Linked DNA regions of Drosophila melanogaster: region 2 is linked to region 1. A link is a contact called in public targeted proximity ligation data. All regions are on one chromosome and are shown on one strand. The core of a region is the stretch at or near the end of the contact, and the rest is flanking DNA. Distances in the headings are between cores, read along the strand shown.

What was found.
Region 2: a targeted proximity ligation map of the Kc167 cell line shows a contact between it and region 1, with 4 times the contacts expected there.

Annotation. Positions count from the first base shown.
Region 1 is chr3R:23,318,688-23,322,876 of dm6, forward strand. All of the region lies in intron 3 of pnt (pointed), which reads right to left. Among named protein-coding and RNA genes, the nearest start is that of lncRNA:CR46090, 13 kb to the right of the region's middle.
Region 2 is chr3R:23,868,944-23,873,132 of dm6, forward strand. The region is part of intron 2 of Pli (Pellino); the gene reads right to left. Among named protein-coding and RNA genes, the nearest start is that of snRNA:U1:95Ca, 11 kb to the left of the region's middle.

The sequences.
Region 1 (4,189 bases), core at 569-3,068:
GAATGGCGGACGGACAGACCAACTGAAAATTATATTGAAAGCAAATAAATCAAATAATGTGCAGCCAAATTACGACAAAATACACATTCGAGTATAAATAAATACGTATGCATGACAGGAGGCATGGAGTTGGAGTTGGAATCTTGAAAAGGGGGAGTGAGCGTGTGTGTGTGTGTGTGTATCGTGTGTGTGCGGGGAGTTTTCGATATAAAAATAATTGCAGGAATTGTATGTTGTTGACGACGTTCGAAAAAGAAAAAATACAAAAAAATAAAAGGCCATATAGGAAAAAATCAGCGAGACGATCGGCTTCTTCTTGTTGCACTTTTGCAGCTGAAACAGCAAAAGTAGAAAGAGACGGGGCGAAGCAAGTGTAAAAGAGAAGTGCGCTGGCTAACAAGAAGAAGAGGGAGCTGTGCGACCCTGGTGAAAAAATAAAAAAAAAATGGGGGGGGGGGGAAAAGAAAGAACCGAGGAGTTGTCGTACGAAACTTACTACACCGGAAATATAAAATTACACACTCAACACTTAAATGGCATGTGTGTGTGTGTGTGTGTGTGCGAGTGAGTTGCATGCTGCAGTTGAGATTCTTCGAGATACGTGGAGATGCAGTGCGTCACGTCTACAGGGTGCAAAACGATCGAACCCAATTTGACCGATTGTTCCGTCGGCAAAGGGCAGGGAAACGCAAATTAATTGCCCAATTTGAAAGGTAGGTAGTAGCCCCCATTCGACAATCAATGGACATGAAAAGTGTTGCACCTCAGGTGTGTTCCATAATTATGGGAATATTTATTTAGCCAACTGCACGAGAGAATGATTTACGCACGAAGTGCGCATAAAGCGGATTATATTTATGGCATTTGCTGGGGATTAAGGGTGCAAATACGGTGTAGAAAATCCCAATATCAAGAGAGTGAAATTTTGAGAAGGATATGAAAGTGAAGGGTCCTCAATTGGAAGGGTCCAGCAATAATATCAATTAAAAGATGATGCATTGCATTCAAAAAAAAAAAATGAAAGCATTAATAACGATCAAAAGGAAAGTATTTCCTTTACGATTTAACAACTCTAAACGTTTGATTTAATTAAAATTTCTAAAACTTTTATCATTTTAATTGCTGTACCACATTTAAACCCTCTATGAACTTCTTTTGTGTCCCATTCTCACAGAAAGCGAAATTCGCAGAAAATAAAATTCCCACGCACTTGAACTTGAATTGTTCGTTGTGTTATTTTGACAGATTCCAAATACAAGTCCATATGCAAACATATATTAATGCTTTGCGCTTAAATGGGATGTTAAAAAGACTCAAATTACACAGATACTCACTCGCACACAAGCACAAGCGAAGGCGAGGACTGCCGAAAGATTAACAACACACAATATGTCTGTGTCCTGCAGCTTTTACCTGCTAATGATCCTAATGAAAAGATCGCATACCCTCTCTTTTGGCCGCGGTCATGTCCGACTTGTTGAGTCCTTTGGCGGCTTTTGACCCCTCTCCACTCCCCCAATCTGCGGACGATCAAGGACTCTGCTCGCTTGGCGTCTGTGGCGTGGGAAAAATCGGTCCAAAAAATCGCTCCTTCTGTTCGGTTTCTCTTTTTCCCCCATTTAATATTTCTTTCTTTTTTTTTTTGGCAAAAAAAAATATTTCTCAAGCCGCGCCGAGATCTTGTCTCCCCCTTCAATAATTTCTGCACTGATTTTTCGAAGGGGACTCAGTCTGGATTTTTCGAACTGGACTGAGTCACACTGCAACAGGTAGTGAAATTCAATGGCTGATTACAAAGGCAACCCGCTGTCTAGTAGCCCTCAAAAGTCCAGCAGACAGCTTGACCCTGCGATAGTTATGCATACATATGTACATATATGCAATATATACTCACTAACAGTAGATAGGCCATGGTTGCTGGCAAACATTCTTGACTCATTGCCGATAAAGTCCGGAATTCTAGGAAACATTTCGAGCTGACGGCTCCCCTCTCTCAATTTGTGTCGCCAAGTGCTGTCTTTAATTTGGTTCTTTCATTTTTAATTCCATTCAATTAGCCCATGGAAATCTCACAACACATACAAAACCAATTCACCAGCCTTCTTTGCGAGATCTCTTGTTTAATTGTTCTCTAAATTGATGGTGGGCGGACATGGACGGACACTTTGTCTAATTGCATTTATTCATAATGTACATCAGCATTCGTAGTTTACAACAATTTCAGTAAATTGACCGAGCTTTAAGTGTGCAAAGGAGATTTTGATCGGTAAGATCAAATCGTTAAGGGTTTAGATTAGGATGGCATGCTAGAGTTCTCTTCGTGATGCAGTAAATTCAATTTTAAAATTTTGTTTGATTTTTATTTACTTTCGACCATCTTGCTTAACGATAAACGTGTTTTTGTGCCAACTTGATTATTTGCAGCCGAAAAACCCACAAGTGCATGCATACTCTTACACTGTAACTTGATTTAGCCAAAAAAAAAAAATCTGCTGATAAAAATATATGTTTTACACAATATTCTACGAAATTTCCAGCTTGAAATGCACTTCCAAGAACATGAAAATTTCCATCAGAATATATACATATATGTTTCCGACATAACTTTATAGCCGCGATTATTTGACTCGAAAGTGAGAAACGTTTGGCAGCTATCGCGGCTGTTGTTGTTTTTTCCATCCACACTAGCAGTGAGTAAAAATGTTTATTTAGCAAACGATCAACAGGAGAATACAAATTTATATGGACAGGCCAAAGTCAATCGATGGAAATCCCCAATAACAATTGCAAGCCATAAACTTGATGATCAAACGAAAACTCTCACATTCGGGTGAGTGCGACAAGGAAAGCACTATGCGGACGAAAAAGAGAGGCAAAACAATGCCAAACGGAACTGAGATCAATCGTATGTCCCAGATAACCGAGAATTGGTCGGTTGCTTCGCCTCACCACTGCGATATTCTGGCTAAAAGCAAATAAATTCATTTTTAATATGCCCCAAGGAAACCAAATTCAAGGCAACAAGAAAGAAGAAAAAAATGATGTTTTTCAAATTTTTATGGGTATTTTGTTTCAACAAGAAAAACAAAGGCCTAGACATTAAAGAACACAAACAGCAGATATACAATATACAGAGCGAGCTGCAAAGCTGGTAAAAGCTGAGAAAACCCGAAACAGACAGCGCGGCATTTTCGATTTTCCAAATTTTCCAACAACTGCAATCGCAACTTCAACGGAACTTGTCAATGTTTACAAACAAACAAACACGGTACCAATATACATATATGTACAACTACATTCAATACGATAATATCTAAACCGATTTATATGAAACGCAGTTCTTATTTTTTTGGCACAATAAATTCCAGTTGCAAACATTGTTTATTTTCCGTTTTTGGGGGGAAAAACATCAAACGACAAAAAGGGAAAAAGCCCCAATGAAAATTTTGAAAAAATATCCCACAAAAACTAAAGTTTATGATCTGTGCGGGTTATCTATATGCTATCGATTGTTCTTCCTGCCCGCTCTTCCACTAATTATGAATTGTCTTAGGGGTTGGGGATTTTCTTTGGTTGTGGGGTTTGTGTTTCTTTTAGGATCAAAGATCAAAGAGCTCGACTGCCGTATTTGTTGCCATTGCACTAGTCGATGGTGTTATTGGTGGGTGGTGGTTACGGGGTCGGGATAATGCCCGCAAGGTGTGAAATAAGCTGAGAATCGGGGGAGAACGTGCAACAACGTGCCGCCTGCAACGGAAGGCAACGCCGAATGTCTGATATCAAACAGACACTTTGGCAACTGTTTGAAGTGCAATCGACATACTAGCGATCGACGTTCTATATATAGGAAACTAAAACGCTTCGAAAAGATATGTTATGAGTGTTTTATGAAAGGAAATGTTTAGGCATGTGATTGCAGATCTGAGCCGATCATTAAGTATAGGTTCTATGGCATATTTGTGGCATGTATGACGTAGAAACTAAATTTAAGGTTAATCATATATGTTTACTCTTTGCTTTCATCTTTTCAATCATGCCAATTATTGCAAAACGCTTGCAGTGATGCCAAGTTTTTTTTTTTCATTTTCAATGATCTTTCATATGATGCCAGTGCATATGCAAAGCTTGACGATTTTTAGCAGATTTTGAAACATTTCTATGCTTAAAAATACATAAAAATCACAAGTTA
Region 2 (4,189 bases), core at 1,133-3,632, 550 kb after region 1:
GCAGCTGCATCTGCTTCTTCGTTTGCTCCAGATTCGTTGGCAACCGTGGACTGGGCTGGCTCACTATATTTATAACTTTCATAAATCTCTGAGTTTGCCTGTCGTCAACAGCAGAGGAGGAGTGAATGGAGCAAAGTAGGGTCTCTATTTACATGCGGCGACAGTGGATAAGTGTAGTTGAAGAGCAGAAATAGATAGTTCCACTTCTTGTTCATCCGTAGCATTTGAAATTTGAGTAGGGTAAAGAAGTGCTAGTAGAATATTCAAACTGCAGTGTCGCCCCTCGAGTGTCATGCCAAATAAATGCAAGAACCAGCAAAGTGCAATGGCAGATTAAACAATAAACAGGAGGGAAACAATGGCAGCCACACACATACACACGCACAAACACAGAACACTCACTCAGGTGAGAAGGGCGGACAGACGACACTTTTTTTTTTTGCGCAGGTAAGAGCAGGTGTTTCGTTACCATATTTTATGGTTAAATTTGCGGTCTGTGCTTGGGTTAGCTGATGGGCGAAATGCCGGGCTCTTCTCATGCTTCCCATGCCCATTCACATGCCGTGGATGTATCTGTATCTGAGTGCTTGTATCTCAGTATTCGCATTCGCATTCGTATTCGTATCTGTATCCATATCCGCATCTGTATCTGTATCTGTATCTGTGCACATGTCTCTGCCACACAGCTGTTTGCATTTCAAGAATGAAACTCTCATTGAGACAACTTCAAAAAACATTCACGAAAAAAAAACTCGTTTTGCCAGCGAAATTCAAGCACAAAGAATGGCCAAAAGAGAACATCCAAATTGCGGAGCATAAAAAATAAGCAAGCCAAGTAAAATGTATACACATAAGCAACAAATTATCCATGAAACTAGCGCAGATACATACATTCGTGAACGATCTTTGGACTGCAAGGAGATGTGCATTTAGGTAATTCATTAGAACACTTGTACCATAAAATATCTTCTACACGTAAAATATACAGAGCGCAGGACTGTGTATCTTTCAGATACAACTTATTGTTATCGACTGGCAGGGTCAAAGAGTTTTTGGGTCTGGGCTGGGTTTTTTAAGCCTTGTTAGCGGCGGCTCACTAATTCCATTTATGCAAATTGCCGCTCGTCAATTTCTTAACCACTTTTCTTTAAGCACCCGGTTGGAAAAACAACAAAGATAGCTCTTTCTTTGTCCCACACTCGCTTTCAGTTTGTTACATAATCAGCAGAAATTTCATTTAAAAGCTTGTTTGGCGTCGCTGGTAGTTTGGTCTTATATTGTATTGTATTTTTCTTACAAAACACATGTCTAAACTGAACAATGAAAGCTATACTTTTTTGTCCGGCACTGCTCCCTGATCTTGCCAGTTTTTGGATTTTTTTGTTTGCCTATGCAGCCGCACGTCTCGAACAATATTTTTGCCATCGCCTTGCCTTTCCCAGCTGCTTTTTTGGCAAACAAATTTGCACTACTCCATCGCACCCAGGCGACCAAAACAAAGCTGACTAAAATTAAACAAACAAACAGACGGCCAGGGCAGCAAAAAAAAAAAGTGTATTTAGTTTACTTGGCAAAAGCAAACGTCTGAGCTGCTCTTGAGCACGTTTTTTTTTTTTTGCAAAGACTCTATGCAAAAAGAGGTATGGTGAATATATCTAGACATCCAAACTAGTATGAATAAATAGTATTTATCTATTTATCGGATTATTTGTAAGCCTACCAAATATCTGGTTTCGTATCAACATTCTAAAGCTATAAATAAATATCTCGATTAAAGAGAATGTAAGTCAGGAAGTCTATACTTATATCTTATCTTAACTATAAATATAAAGACAATTTATATTTTCTTTGGAATTCACTTTATATATTGTTAGCTTTTAGTTCTCAGCGCTGTAAACTTCTATTGGCCGAGAAGAGTATTTTCGGAACCCTTTGATCGTTGCGTGGCTAGATTTCCTCAAGCTTTGGCTACATTATGTTCCTAAGTTTATGGATTTTCCTTTGCCGACTGACAGTAGTATTCGTTTTTAGTTTTTACCCTCCTCGTTTTTATTTTGTCTAAAAATAAAAAAAGCACGCGGAGTGCCAAGATGGAGAAACAACCCATTTCGCTTTTCATTCGTGGAGTGTTTCTATTTCTGCAGTAGCCTCCATTACCAAGTTGTCTGCTCCGATTTGGTGCATTGTTTTGTCTCACTTTTGGCTGGGATGCATTAGTGGCATAGAAAACCGAACTGCTCCCATCACCGCCTCCCTGCAGTTTGTCATCGTAATGAAAGCATGAATATGCTAATTTCTTCGTTTTTATGGCCAAACGTCATTATCGCTCGCGTTGCTTTCAGCAATTTTAATAAACAAATGCCAAGTGCTGGGTTGAGCTGCGCACGACTTTTTGCTGCCAGTATGCGTGATTATGAAACTAATGACAAGCTTATAGATAGAAGAAATAAACAGTGGAGAATGAAGGGAACGATATTTGCTTGCCCGACTATAGAAACCATTCTCCCATGATCATCATCTTCATCATCAACATCACCATCTTCTCAATAGATGGCATTTAATTATTCTGCCCCTCTAAATGGATCTGGGAACGGTCAGCAAAAATAAGACACTGAAGTACTGCATGTGCCATAACCATTTCATCATCTATTCTTTTAGCTGTGTGTATATGATGTCATGGGTTCACAAGTTTGATATGCACTTTTTTTTTTATATTGCGATAACACTTTTGGACTTTGATAAGAAGCAAGTGGCGCAGTGTTGGCCACAGGTTGTTAAACTCATTAGCACCCAAAAAATATTAGAAGGGAAGAATAAATCATCCGCAAAGAGAATAAAGTAATACTCGTAGTGATAGAAACAAGACTAGATGTTACCCTTGTGGAAATGTATTTTTACTTCTTTATTCATAGTTTACACTTTACACTTATGTTTAGAGTTGGTTTTCACGTAATTGTAAACATTATCACTTGGCATTCTTCGCTGCTTTGTTTTTTGCCATATTCCAGGGTATTTGCATGTGCAGCAGCAAAGGCGAAACGAAATCGCAGCTAGTTTGATGGGGCATTAAGTTATTTCTACCGCTGCGTGTGGGCGGTTCCTCTGTCGGCCCGTAGTTGGTCGGAAAGCGCTTAATTATGTTGGCCCTCCTTCACCTACCAATTCCCCTCTAAACTGCTTCGAAACGTCCCAAAACCAACAGCACGCCTCGGCCTAATGAGCAAACGGAAATTGAAACTTTTTGGCGCTGTTTAAATAAGCATTTAAACAAAATGTGACATAATTTGGCCAAATGAAAGGCGAGTGAAAAGTGTGTGTAGAAAAACCAAAGCGTTACATTTTGCAGGTGCTAAAAGCAAACGCAGCAGAAACAAAGCAGAAAAGAAAAGCTAAGAAAGCAAAACAATAAAGAAAAAGTTATGAAAATTGTCGACACAGATGCGTGACTAAAATCGTTATGACATAATAAACACATCGACCAAAAGCAAGGAAATAAAGTAACTAAACCAAGCTATCGCCTATTTTATAATAATAAATAAATCTAAACGAGAGGTTCCCTACTTTCCTGAAAGTTGATTAAGAAACTCCATCTATAAGTTCTATTTATGATAAAAAAGCCAAAGAAGTAAATTGGAAATAGGGAAAAACTGGCACAACAATTATCTGACAAGCCATTATCAATCGATCGTCAGTCTATTGACCCATATAAACGCCTCAGTTCGGTTCGGATCGATTCCAACCCGAATACCCACCACTCCAGAGGGCATTTGAAAGAACCTCCATTTGCTCAACTAATCGTAGATCAATCATTAGAGCGGCAAAACCCTTTCGATACCCTTACTTTGTGGCGTTACCAATAAGCGATAATAACGATAAGGTAATCCCGTGAATGAAATGAAACTCCAGTAATGGAACCAAAATGCTCACATATGAGGTTACCCATAGAGGGGGATTACACTGCGGCTAAAAGATTTCCCTTACCACTTAAAATCAGTTCTCACTGGCCGCTTAAATGACATTAAACATATTGATCCTTAAAATAGTTGTGCCTTTATTTACTCCACAATATCAATCACCTTTAATTACCGAACTCTAATGAACTTCCCGACATATGCCAGAGTATTTCCAGATCGGTGCTACAAAAATAGTTTTCTTTTGCTTTCGAATGCAGTACCTCACCATTTTTGAG